2 separate regions of the Mus musculus genome follow, and region 1 is linked to region 2. A link is a contact called in public Hi-C data. All regions are on one chromosome and are shown on one strand. Each heading gives the region's core, a stretch centred on a gene start, on an enhancer-like site or on the middle of the called end of the contact. The rest is flanking DNA. Distances are from core to core; before and after follow the strand shown.

Region 1 (2,700 bases), core at 69-2,568, 1.1 Mb before region 2:
AGAGAATATCCCATCCTGGCTTCAGGTGCTGTAACTGTGACTACTGCACTCCCGCTCCTAAGCCTTCGCTCTGCTTCTCTGTCCCTTAAACGCCATCACATAGCGGCTTCTCTGTATAGCCTTTTCAAATATCCTGAGGACTGTGGATTCAGGCTGGAGTGCTTGAACATCGACTCATGAGAACGATACACATGCATGAGAACTGTGGAGTTGTGGACTCTGTAACTCTCCTTGTTTCCAACACCTGGCTTTTATCCTTCTATTTCTTTAAAAGGAGACTAGTAACTTAGTATTTGCCTTCTGAAGGAGTCTTTAGGAAAACTCCACAGTGGACAGCAAGGGAGTGGCCCCAGAAAACCTTGTCCACCTGTCTCACTGCTCTCGCTGGCTCAGAACCAATCTGTTTGTTCCTCATTTTACTGTTTGAAGACTCTTCTCATCCCCAACACGAACCACATCCACCTAAGGCCATGGTGGGTGAAGGGGGAACCTGCAGCTTCCAAATAAGTGACAGATATTGATTGACAAGCTAGTGGGGCCGGATGAGAGGATATGGGCATGGATGGGTCGTTCAATGTCAGACGCCTTGACCTTTACTGGCCAGCTGTCCTGCTCACTAGGAAACCACTGGACTTTGAATTGGAGCTCGGATGTGACCATCCACGTGAAACAGGCTGCTTTTAGAGCCAGGGTCTCTCTACCTTACCTGCTCTGCTTGTCCTGCAAACCTTCTTATATCTAGACTTTCAGATTAACAGCATAATTCTTCCTCAAGAGGCTAACAAATGTCCTTTATAGTCCCCGCTTTTTTGGAGGTGAAAAGAGACCTTTGTTATTCATTGTGCCATTTCAAAAACTAAGCTTCTCTCTTACCTCAAAAAACTACTTTATTTTAAAGACAAAAAAATTCACCAAGCTCCTCCAAAAAACCCTTTTAGGCAGAGTCCTTAGAGGAGACAGGTGCCTTTGGATAAATTGTCTTTAGTGACAAACTATTCACATACATTTTCTTTCTTTCTTTCTCTCTTTCTTTTCTTTTCTTTTTTTAAAAGAAGATGTCAATAGTTTGATTCTATTTTGTCTATGCAAATACCATTGATAAAAGTTTCAATGGACGTTTTTCAGGGCGTGGAAGAGTTCCAAACTAGGTAATGAAATGGCTCTCAGGAATAGGATACTAATTCACCCAACTTGCCAAGAATGATCTAACCCAGCAGGCAGACAAAGCGACCGCGAACCATCCACATGATCCTAGATAATCCTTTATACTGTATCTCTAGGATCTCATCCCCGGGCGCAGTTCACTGTGAGGCTCCATTTGGGGCTCCAGGTTTCCCATTTGCAAATGGGAGCAACTTTGTCATGCTAAATTGGAAGCCTGTGAACTGAGTGCAAGCACTTGGCAGACACAGGCTCCAGGAATGTTAACGACTGCATTGGAATAAACCTTTCAGGAGAGCTCGGAACAAGAATTTACTAGATACTGTTTGTTGTTCACTTGGTGGAATTCCTTACCCCTGGCCGTTGCCACACTGGTACCATGAGAAAAGGTGGCCCTGTAAGGCATGAGAAAAGGCTTGCATAAAAAGCAAGGAGCACAGCTGTCTCATTTTAACTCAACTCCATTTTAACCTCATTATTAATTTGCACAAATATCACAGGCCTCTCTTCCAAAATAGGTATCTGTGGTTCAGATTTCATATTGGGGGTTCTCTAAGACTGAGGTCCAGCACAATGCCAGTCAATCTCACAAGTGACAGGCCATGTTGAAGCTGGGAATAGTGACAAGTTACAGGCACTTAAAAAAAAAAAAAACCAATTCCAGGAGATTAGTAAGATGCGTTTTTAGATACATACACTCAAACATTATAAACTCAGTGAGAAGCCAAACTGGAATATCTCAAGTTTGGAAGATGAACAATATTTTGATGTGCCAAGGCTAATACATTATATGTTTCGAGTCTTACTATTAAGACCTGTAGCAACTGTTTTAAGAGATGAGTAGAAAGGAAACAAATGGTAAATGTTTATTCAGTCATACAGTTCTGAAAGAAAACAACTGCTAATTTGCATTAGCTTGGGATGCCTTAGCAGACAGCTTTTTAACAGCTATCACCTCGCAGCAGCCCAGGAAACAGAGAGTTCCCTCGCTCCCTTTCTACCTGTTCCTGAAATGTGAGCTTTAATTTATGTTTCCCACTAGCCACGGATACTCAGCAAGTTCAAAATCACTTCAAAATGGACCATGTCCTTTTCCAGGTAGTTTGTGGGAGAGAGACTCAACAGAAGGGGACAGAGCAGGCTCCCAGACTCTACCTTTCAATACAGAAAACAAGGTGCATTTTGGGTTAAGGGGAAGTTTTAAGGTTATGGGAGACTCCACTGTAGTGTAACTGGCAGGGTTATTTTGTATACATAAAAAGTTGACAGCCTATGTTGAGGGGTGATAGGATCTCAGCCATGTAAATGCAAGTAAATCTTATGTAAAGAGGAATACATTCTGATTTAGTTGTTAATTAACTTTTCTAACATTATAGGAGGAAGTAAAGGGACAGGAGAGGTTGGAAAGGGGCTCCCCCAAGGACTGCCTTGGTGCAAAGATGGGGCTCCTGTTGATGTCTCCATCATCTCAGGATTTTATGACTCAGAGAAACAGCAACAGGCTTTGTGTACAGACCATCTAACTTTAGGTAAAAGGGG
Region 2 (2,700 bases), core at 136-2,635:
GACTTATTGTAGAATTTTTAACACTTTTACAGTTCTGTGCTTTGATTTCAGAGAAGGTGTTAATCTCCCTGGACATTGGAGAGTAACAGAGGTGTGTTATGTAGTGAGTGGCTTTTCTAGGGAAATTTGGATTTTATAGTAGAGGTCCAAGCTTTATGATAGTACCTGTGTACATGGTGATGTATGGACCATGGTGTGCTGGTGATGTGTTTGGTGTGTATTAAAGGATTATCTTCTTGTCTCCTTTTGCATATTATCTCTAGTTTCTTGGGGCATGACATTACCATTCTCATAACTAGTGAATAATTCGAGATACTAGTTTTTAATTATCCAAATGAAATATTTTTTATGTTATTGGTGGTATCAAAAAATTAAATCTGGCTAAATAAGGAAGTATAAAAAAATTTAAATGGTGATATAATATGAAGCTTTATATCATGTATACTAGGTTTATTGTATATATTGAAAGCATAGGTATAAAACAATTGGTACTGCTTATAATTGAATTTAGTGCCAAAAAATTGTGACAGAAATGATGTGAATTTTTATTTCCTAGGTTTGTAAGTACTGTGGGTAACACTGGCACTGTTGTCCAGTAGATGTTTTTGAGAAAAACTTGTGTTTTAAAATTATGTTCTGTATTTGTATATTCCTGTGTAATAAAATGTTTTAAAAGGTAAGGATTTCAGTTCTCAGTTTTTGCTTTTTTCCCAGTGTTTACTTTCACGTGAGAATGATTGATCTGTAGCTGTCATTTTACCCAAAGAGGGGACAAATGCAATTGGCCTTTTAGACAAAAGTATGCAAACAGGCTGCATTCTTTTCCTGATAGAATTATGGAAGGATTGCAGGAGGTGCCACACTCCTTTTGGTATTGACTGTGAGGAGGGCTCTGCAGTGGGTGCTGTTTGCAGTGGATAAGGAGGCGCTATGATTAGTTCCCTTTCTTGGGAAAGCACTACAAAGGGAAATGAAAGGAGCCTGCTCTGTTCTCAGCCTGACACTTGTTTTTGTTAAGTTTTTCCCCTTATTGAAGTCCAGTCTCTTAGAAAAAAATATACTTTTGGTTTTTTCCCTTTATATTAAGCTTAGTAGATTTCCATTCCGTTTGACCCTTTAGAGAAATTATAGAATGTTTTTTTCTTAAGGCTTCTATTGTAAAGCGTCAAAGCTGGTGCAACAGTGCCCTCTGTAGTCTTTTAGGCTCAGAGAGAGATGTGGATGAATTTGCAGTGTCAGGTAAAGAGCAAGATATTTAAATTTAACCCCCCCCCCCCAAAAAAAAACCCACCACCACAACCAACAACAACAACAAAGAAACCTACAACAACCAAGAGGTCCCTTTTTCCTAAGCAGACATTCTTGTTTTTCACTATTGGCTTAACATTAGACAAAGGGAACAAAAGACCATTCTGAGTTTTCATGTAGAATTATGGGCTACCTCTTGTTGCTAACCCAGTTTTATCAGACATTAATCAGAGTAATTTGAGATAGAAGGAATCTTACAAGCTGTACGGCCTCTTCGTGAAATACCTTTTTTGAGGTTGAACTCCAATAAGAGTATTTAAAAAAATTTAATTCTTTGTACTTGCTTCTTAATTAGAATCTTAGTGGGCTGCCTAGAACTTAACTTTTACTTGTTCTGGAATTGGATAACCAAAGCTTTATACATGAGATTATTTAAATTCAAACCGAGGCAGTTACATAATGACTAAAGTATTTTTCATTCATTAGCATTGATTTAAATTGTAGATTTCCCGTTCTCCCTTTGGTTAAGTATTTGGTATTTGATTGTACTTGTCTGAGTGGATAGCCAAGTCTATCATTGTGAAACAGAACTAAATATGTGAATTTTATAATTGATTATAAAAGCAGAGATCATGTTTAACATTTTTAGAAGATAAATATTTCAGCTTGAATTTATTATACTTCTAAAGGTTCTTTAATAAATAGCCAATCAACCTACATCCTATATTCTGTAATTTTCACTAAACAGCATGTTAAACAGAATTCCAAATATCTGAACCTGATTTGTTTTTTTCCCCTTGTTTTTTGATTTTTTTTTTAAATCTGTAAAATGGGACTAGCTTATCCTTTGAGAGTTTTGTAAAGGATTAGAGATACTGTGTATAGGTTGTGCAGGCACTTTCAATTTTTCAAATTGTAATTTTCAAATTTCATAGAGCAAAAGTAAATTACTTTGTTTAATAGGAAGACATTTCAGTATGAAATCTAGAGCACACTTAATGCGCACTGTTTTAACACCCCTCTCTTGAAACTTCTGGTGACTTATGTGAATCTGAAACTTGGCACAGAATTCCTTGAAAATGTGGAGTGGCAAAATTACATGTGCATTGACTTTCAACTCCCTACAAATGCCATTTTCAAACATCTTAGACTAGCATCTTTATCAACTAAATCTTAGTAGCTGTTCACATACTTAGCAGTATGCAAATGCTGATGATAAACTTTGGGAGTAATCCCAAGGATACCTTCCCCTCAATAAACATTTGTTTACCACTAACCAGGAACAATACAATAGGTAAAGTAGATGAAAGTGTTTTGTCTGCTTAAAGTGTCTGCTTGAGGGAGTGCCTAGGGCCTCTTCCTTGAAAGAACTGAGTTAGAAAGCACAGGTCCTCTCCTTTGTGCCTTTGGATGGCTAATACACTTTCTGTTTTCTATAAGTCTTTCAATTTC

The links. Hi-C and Micro-C count contacts between places; a contact is called where the count stands out from the background.
Region 1: a Hi-C map of neural progenitor cells shows a contact between it and region 2, with 2.4 times the contacts expected there. The contact joins two enhancer-like sites. A contact is called at or near these places in 1 of 484 Hi-C or Micro-C datasets (neural progenitor cells), 1 of 115 datasets of contacts at active chromatin or transcription factors (astrocytes) and 3 of 9 other capture datasets (embryonic stem cells, embryonic tail and embryonic trunk).

The regions. Positions count from the first base shown.
Region 1 is chr2:115,722,314-115,725,013 of GRCm38.p6, reverse strand. The region is part of intron 10 of BC052040 (cDNA sequence BC052040); the gene reads right to left. Among named protein-coding and RNA genes, the nearest start is that of Gm52524, 53 kb to the left of the region's middle. Within about 2 kb of position 1,318, at least 37 of the 459 cell types and tissues checked have an H3K27ac peak or open chromatin away from gene starts, as enhancers often do. A contact at or near this core is called in neural progenitor cells, where this site is marked.
Region 2 is chr2:114,620,971-114,623,670 of GRCm38.p6, reverse strand. All of the region lies in intron 3 of Dph6 (diphthamine biosynthesis 6), which reads left to right. Among named protein-coding and RNA genes, the nearest start is that of Dph6, 33 kb to the left of the region's middle. Within about 2 kb of position 1,385, at least 31 of the 459 cell types and tissues checked have an H3K27ac peak or open chromatin away from gene starts, as enhancers often do. A contact at or near this core is called in neural progenitor cells, where this site is marked.